2 separate regions of the Zea mays genome follow, and region 2 is linked to region 1. A link is a contact called in public Hi-C data. All regions are on one chromosome and are shown on one strand. The core of a region is the stretch at or near the end of the contact, and the rest is flanking DNA. Distances in the headings are between cores, read along the strand shown.

What was found. Hi-C and Micro-C count contacts between places; a contact is called where the count stands out from the background.
Region 2: a contact with region 1 is called in a Hi-C map of endosperm, with 4 times the contacts expected there. The contact joins the promoter of LOC100277202 here to the promoter of LOC100281484 in region 1. A contact is called at or near these places in 6 of 25 Hi-C or Micro-C datasets (ear, endosperm, leaf and 2 more).

The regions. Positions count from the first base shown.
Region 1 is chr1:160,195,136-160,199,174 of Zm-B73-REFERENCE-NAM-5.0, forward strand. LOC100281484 reads right to left here and starts at 2,344. Exons shown (of 16, transcript NM_001154402.2): 1 at 2,236-2,344; 2 at 126-309; 3 at 1-21. The coding sequence starts at 224.
Region 2 is chr1:160,693,345-160,697,383 of Zm-B73-REFERENCE-NAM-5.0, forward strand. LOC100277202 reads left to right here and starts at 2,368. Exons shown (of 2, transcript NM_001328639.1): 1 at 2,368-2,579. The coding sequence starts at 2,481. LOC100273400 reads right to left here and starts at 2,067. Exons shown (of 2, transcript NM_001147837.1): 1 at 1,856-2,067; 2 at 1,119-1,776. The coding sequence starts at 2,005. The coding sequence ends at 1,345.

The DNA of each region.
Region 1 (4,039 bases), core at 1,094-3,593:
CTCATCTGGCACGCCCTTCCTCTGCAGTTACGTGAAAGCAGCAAATCAACCTAAGATAGCTAAGGTTTAGTTTATGGACAGGGTTTAACTGAAGGTTTGGGAGGTTCGAGGTTGTAGTAACATACCTTGCAGGAGTGCTGGGTCTCCAATGCGGCAGTAGTTGCAGTGGCACAGGGAACGATGACAAGGCGGTCACTGGCGAGGACAAGGGCAATACCGCACATCGATGACTTCAGGGTCTTCTTGCCAGTGGAAAGGGGCCAGTGCGCACAATGACTGTATAAAAGATGATGTTTTTGCAGCAAGGACCTGAAGAACAAGACATTAGTCCTTTTTTTGGTGAAACAATTGGTTGTATACAATTATGGAAACATTTTTTTAGACATCAAACATAAGTAGTGTTTAAGGCCATGTTTGGTAGGACTTCAAGTCTGTCAAATCCCAAGGGCCAAATGAGCACCCCGACTCATGGACCAGATCTTTTATACACATAATATATAGGATATATATGGGAAAGGGCCAAATTGGATAAAGGACGGAGTCTAGACTTGGCCCTTCGTCGTTGTGAGGATCATGAGAAAATGCCGCTCTGCAGATTGAGGAAAGAGCGTTCCTCAAGAGCATGTGAATGCATTGTTGTCATTGGCTCAGCAGGTTGCATAGGGCAGTGATGGTGGTCACCCAATTGTCACCGAGAGAGGGGGACACACACACACACACACACACACACACACACACACACACACAGAGAGAGAGAGAGAGAGAGAGAGAGCACGGGGAGAAGAGAATGCAGGGAGGATGCAGAGGGGGCTGTCAAATTTTAGGATTTGACACAGTACTGAAGAGCTATTGCCATCCTTCCAAACAAAAACTTCACAGAATTTTATGCTGGTCCCCTAAGAACATCTCCAAAAAAACACCTACAAAATAGAGTCCTGAGACTGGTGTTTGGACCTTCCTATAAACTATTGGGAAGAAAAAGAAAAAAAAACTCCCCATCAATTCCCTTTTATTCGTTCACATAAAAGTAAACCCTCATGTCTTTGTGACAGTAATTAGTTGATCAGTTCGTTTAGGTGCCTCCAGGACCTGAACTTCATTTCTTCCTACTGCTAATCCTCATGTCTGCCACTTCCTACTTCCTTGCTGCCGGAAGACAGCATCCATGTTATCTCTGCCAAGACAAGGGTATCTGCTCTCTTCTTCACCGGCCATTGCATACATTTCCCCTCCTGCAGTGGCCAGTTTGATGATCTGTAAGATGTATTCACTATTCAGACTACTAGTGTGTGTGTGTGTGTTTCCTCTGTATCGCCCTAACTATTTGATGATGGAGACAATGTGGCCACACACACATATGGAGTCTGCGGTCCACCAAATGTTTGGAGGTAAGGAACAAAAGACCTTCTCTATTGTTACCTGCCCATCTGAACATAAAACAAGCTTAACCCTGGTTAACTCAATGACTACAATTTGTCTGGGCTTCACAGTCAAGAACTTGTGGTAGGCCACAGTATGATATTACCACATCAACCAAACAAGAGATACAGGAGAATAAGAAACAAAAAGGCCAAACACAGGCATAGTGTTCAGAGGCAAGGAACATAAAGCTGTTGAATTGGCATTACACATCTGAATTTTGACCAAGTAAACCTGAAAGTTTTAAACCAGAAAACAGAAGAATGTTATCACTTGTCACAGATCGAATGATGAACATCAGTATGACACTACAATGAACCCATATGCTCGCCTGGCATTCATACTACTAGCAAGATTAGTCTTTGCAGTGACGAAAACTTACAATCATAATCAGGTATTGCATTGCATGAGCTAGCGTATATATAAATGAAAACGATGAGCACTGAAGCGTTGTTCTGTTTTGTTTGTAAGTAGATAAGTAAAAGAGACAGTGAGGTCTGGACCCTATTGGCCCGTCCATATGCACATGGAAGCTTAGGTTAGGTGTTCCATGGATCTGGATGTTAAGACTGCAAGCAGCCTATTTGATTGAAATAGATAAATGAAACCCTAGTGTGCGGAGGCATATGGACAATCCATCGAAATATATGTAATCGAATAGTTAAACGAAAGAAAAGGAAGTGCAACAGTAGTAATGCATGCATACATACATATATACGAAAACGGAATCGAGGATTTTAAGTAAGGTCATGGAATCCAGTGTGATGGAATCGACAATAATAGGAGGGGATTAGGACTTACGAGGTGAGCGCTTACGTTTGGTGGAGCCGAACCTGGCTGTCGATGCTTATTGTCTTGTGGCGTGAAGGTAGCGCCGACGAGACTCGATCACCGGCGCGGCGGCGGCGGTCTGGTCTGAGTGTGCGACTCTTGCTCCCTCAGTACCTCTTTTCTCTTTCATCGAGAGGAGGGATTATTTTTTTTTCATTAGGCTGTCTACCGTGAAGTTGAAATGTGAAGGATAGAATGGCTAAGACAGCTTACAGCATTTCCAAGATACTCTTTATTTTTGGCTTTCTATTTGATTCTCTATTTACTTTTTTATAAATATTATATTATATATGTAACATCTCACTCCAACAGATTATCTATCTATTTTTACTAGTCATGTGGCTAACCAAATTTGGCTAGTAAGAAAGCCAATTTAGAGAGTCAGATAGCTAGTATGTTAGAGACTTATTTTGCTGTTGAGTAGCCAAATTTTGGTTTGGCGAGCCATTTAACTCAGTGGCGGATCCAGGATTGATCCAAGAGGGGGCTGGCTACTAAGTTAAAACTATAACAAAAAATTTAAACCAAACAAAAAAATATAATTGATGTTTAATATGACATAAGAAGCAAGATATAATTTAAACATTTAAGAAATATGTAGTCTAAAAATAAGTCGATACAAAATTTATAAATACAATAATCTTGCACATACCGTTCATGAGTTGATGCTGCGAGGTAAATTTATCTTCCGAGTTCTTAAGCCTTGAAAATGCTTCAAAATCTTATTCCTATAATTAAACATGAGATTAGTATCAAATAAATAATCAAATTCAAATCAAGCTTTAAATCACAATTCACAAACCCCTGCTCTGGCCTCTGTTTCGCTGCGGCAGTGCTCTACTGCTCTGGCCTCTGCTGGACTGCTGCTCTACTGTGACGGCCGACGGGCGACTGGCGTCCGGCGGTCCGGCTCGCGGGCGGCGGCTCCGGGCTCCAGGCTCCAGCCGCTCTAGGCGAGCAGCCGAGCAGGAGCAGGTGAGGTGCGGCCGTGCGGCCTGCTCCTGGGCGGGCGGATGCTGGCGCCGTGGCGCGGTGCCGTGGGCCTGCAGACTGCTCCTGGGCGCTGGGCGGGCGGACAGACGGTGGCGCGGTGCCGTGGCCCGTGGTGGTCGCCGCCTCGCCGGTGTCGCGGTGCGTCCGTGCGCGGGCGCCCTGGCGGCTGCTTCTCCTTAGGTTAGGGGCTGGCGGTGCCGCTGTGCTGGGGCTGGTCCGTATGAGCCTATTCCTCTCCCTACTCTCTACTCCTCGCGTTGTTGGGCCGCGACCGGGGCTGCAGCCCAGACAGCCCTGGTCGCAAATCCGCCTCTGATTTAACTAGTCTCTTAAAGATGCTCTTAGGTCCAACTTAGCGTGCATGTTGTCGTATAAAACATTTCTTTATATTGTAGACTGCAATGTTTAGACTATTCCAATCCAAATATTATACTCCAACATCTAAACATATCACATAAAATGAAAAGTATGGTACTGCTATAGCATACACACTTCATAATGTATAATATCATAATTATATAATTTAACTATTTAATCGATGTGAAGTCCACGTAAAAGAGGTAGAGTGCATTAGGCGTGGCGAGACAGCTATAAAAACTTAATCACTCAAATGGAGATGAAACCCAATAGAAAACCGTTGGGGTGTAACCCTCTTAGCTACGCACCATATCGGAACACGGGTATATATGGTGTTAAATGGGCATGGGCCGAGCCGCGCACCCCCTTGGTGTCGTGTCGTGTCATGATATGGATGCGATGACAAGTGAGCAAGGATAGGGTCATCGCTTCCTTAAGG
Region 2 (4,039 bases), core at 1,118-3,617, 500 kb after region 1:
ATAGTAGTAGATAAGTATCACTTACATTCTTGAATATTTTTGGATGAAAGGAGTAGTATTTAAAGAAGAGCCTTGCATGCAATTTCTCTTGTTTGAATAATGTTTTCAACTTAAATTTCTTTTTTGCACGCGTGATATTTATTCTCCGTAATATTTTTTCTCAAGGAACTTGTGAGTCATTTTCATAAACCAGCGCTAAGGATGAATCCATGTTTCTTACTCAGAAACCCCGAATAAACACCACTAGCAGGAGGCGCGTACGTTGGCGTCGCCTCGGAAACCCCGAATAAACACACTAGCAGGAGGCGCGTACGTTGGCGTCGCTCATCGACGGCGAGAAGAAGCTTGGTGACTGTCAGTTCGACCTCTAGAAGCAGTCCTACGTGGTCGCATGCATCGCTATAGACGACAAGCTTCGGCGCAGCCATCGCTAGGACGTGGTCCAGAGTGCCTGCACCGCGCTGTCCATCATCAAGCAAGAGACCTCATGGTCGTCGCCAACGTCGGCGACTCCTAGGTTGTTCTAGGCATCGCATCCGACGACGATGTCATCATTATCGTCCAACTCATCGTCGACCTGAAGCCCGACCTGCCACATAAGTCGCTACTGACCGGCCATGAATTCTTGTGTGCTGGGACGACAGTCGTTGCTGACGTTGTGTGAGTGTCCTAAAACACGATGTATGTACGGGAGGAGCGCAACCGGCGGTGCAACGGCCAGGTGTGCTACCTCGCTGATGAGCCTGAGGTGCAGTTCGTCTAGCAGCCTAGCCAAGATTCGTCGAGGCTCTCCATGTCGCGCGCATTTGACGACTACTGTATCAAGGATAGTGGCTCATCTCGGCACCGGAGGTGACGCAGATGAGTATCGACAGCAATGACCAGTTCGTCATCCTCGCCACCGTCGAGGGTAGCTTTTGTGCCTGTCCGTCTTTAATTCTCTTCGCAAACACACACTTGTCTTTTTGTTTAAGCAAAAACGTACGTTGGTGCGTGCCTGATGACTGACGATGTATGAGGAAACTTCTTCCGTCAGGTGTGGGACGTGCTCTCCAACGACAAGGCCATGCAAATCATAGCATACATAGAAATCTACATGGCACTGATGGTCACAATGTAGTGGTGAAACAACTAGATTAAAATAACAAAATTTATGTATGGTTAGGATCATAAATAAATTATGAAATCTTTTCTAATAACAGTATAACACACATTTTATATATAAGTTATCGTGATATTATATGTTCCCGTTGCAACGCACGCACTATTTATTACGTTATAAGCATAGAGCAATTCTCTGCTTAGCCATGCACGGGAAATTAGATACGGCTGCAAATGCGCTCGTCAGCTGGAGGAGCCCTGCAGCCTGGACACAAACGTGGACGCGGCCACCGCGGCGGCGCCTCCGACCACGCAGACGAGCGCGGCGACGGCCTGCAGCGCCACCTGCCACGCCTGCTCTTCGGGGACGAGGTACACGACGGCGGGGCCCGCGGCCAGCAGCGGGAGCGCGAGCGCAAGCAGCGCGCCGGGCGTGCCGGGGTCCGTGGCCGCCGACAGCGCGCCCAGCTCCTCCAGCTTGGACAGTAGGCCCAGCCGCTCCATCGCCGACAGCGACAGCCCCGCGCGCTCCGCCGCCGACAGCAGGCCCGCGCGCTCCGCCTTGGTCAGCAGCCGCAGCTTCTCCACGTTCGTCAGCAGCTTAACCGGCGCTTTGCCGCTCGTCGTCGCCGGCCGCGGGCCCGGCTCGCCCACCGGGAACACCGTCGTCGTGCCCTGCACGCGCGCTCCCACCGTTGTCACCCGCCGATCTTGAGACTCAACAAATGAGAGGCGTACGTAGGAAATGGCTTACCGATCTTCTCGTGCCGGAGACGGTCTTGGGCGTCGGCTTCTGGCCCTTCTGGGTGGCCATGGACGCGACCCTGAGACGGCGCCCTCTCCCACCGCTGCTGCTTGGCATCGCTATGGTGGCCGCCACGGCGGCGACAGACAGTGACGCCATGACCAGCGCTCTCTCGCTCGCTCGCTCTGCCTCTCTCTCTCCCCCTCTGCTGCCGCGGCGCGCTGCCAACCCAATCAGTGGCCTAGCGCAAGCCGGCCGCGGCAATCTTTCTTGGTCGAGGTGCGCTGCCTGATCCATCCTGCACACGTGGCCGTTCTCTACTGGCTAAAGGTTTTCGATCCCAGCGGAGCGGAGTCGATTCATAGGAGGATTTCGTTTTTTTTACCCTTGGGCCTAAATTGGACCATATCTTATTTTATCTGGGAGGAAAGGCCCATTACGTTTTTTTAATCTGGGAGGAAAAGCTCAAACGGCCCATTAAGACGACCTTCAAGGCTCCAACCGGCAACAGCCCTCAGGTTATTACCGCCGCAACGCAGCGCAAGAAACAACGAACTCATTTCTAGAGGCGAAAGAGCAAAACCCTTCAGAAACCCATCGGAGAAGAGGCGGAGGGCGATCGGAGAGCGGGATCATGGCGGGGCCAGTTGCGGCGGTGACGGAGGCGTGGGACAAGCTCACCGTGTTCCTGTACTCCCAGCTCTACGACGAGAGGAACTGGGCCAAAAACAAGGTCAGCAACCCTCATCTCACACATTTTTTTCGTTCGCACTTCGCTTTGATTCTTGACTTGGTACTGGTACCAACGATTCACGGTTCGGGATTGCTAACTTGGGACAATGGTAGATTGTAAAAGTTTTTCGGTTTAATAACCTGCAACGTTGGCGACTGATCTCACTGCCTTGTTGGTAAAATAGTACTAGGATTGAGTTTGAGCATGACGATTGTTACGTTATCGTGAGTTGTCTTAGACTTCCTGTTCTGTTTCTCCTGCATGTCTTCTGTGATTAGTTGCGCGCATACTGATTGCTGAGTATAGTTGTCTCACTAATTTGCTTGCACAGATAGCCATCTACGATTGTGCTTTGCAAATTTCTTGTGTATATGTGACTGTCCTGGAGCATAATTACGTTATATGGAGGAAATTGATGCGATTAAGTTGCTGCAGTTCGTGTTCGCTTAATGTCTGACTGTGTTTGTTGTTGGTGTCATGGTTGAAACTAACGCAAGTTATGTTCGCTGGACCCCTTTTGTTTGGAGTCCCTTACTTTCATCATTGAGGCTCTTACTGTTGGGTTGCGTAGTGTGAGCTCTAGCTTATTAACTTGTACGTACCTTCCTCGATCTGCTATTTTTGCATCAGCTTGGGTTCAGTTTTCTCTCTCATAGTCATATGCCAATGAATTGACTTACATCAGGCTCAAGTGTCAGTTTAAACTATCCCTTGGTGTGGGAGCGACTCTTTAATATAGGTTCTAATTATCTTATCAATAGTTGATGAAAACCCTGGTTATCTTTGCTTCTGGCACATAACCCATTTTTCAATGAAATAGATCTTGATTGTAGTGCAAATTACAGAATACATACGTTCTTTTCATCAAGCTGCAGAAGACGTAAAATAAATAAAAAAGTTGCAGAAAACCTTGGTTATCTTTATTTTTTTGACCATAACCCATTTCTTCATATAAAAAAAAGACATAGATCTTGGCTGTACTGTAAATTACAGAAAATATAGGCCGTATTCTTCATTTCATCTATCCTTGTTGTTGCAGAAAACCTTGGTTATCTCTGTTCCTGGCACATAACCAATAAACCTGGATTTTGTTTCCGTACTGTTTCACAAAGTCTGTCCGACCAATGTGAAGGCATGAGGAGAAAAATGATGTTACGGGTAGGGGCTGTTTAGTCAACTTCGGTGGGTTTTTTTTTTTTTTTTGAAGATGTGTGAAACATTACAACCATGCAGCCACTGTTTTGCATTCAACAAGCCAAGATATATACCAAGAGAAATATCTAGACTGCACATAACATCTCTGCTCCACATGTTTATCTAGACTAGGCTAGACCTACATTTATCTGGCTTGGCTGCAAGTTTTCGCCTTCAAATTATTTTCGTAAACTGTTTAACTTCGTTTGGTATTTAATTTGTCTAACCATTTCATTACAACATTTATTATAAGCCTTGATCGAGAA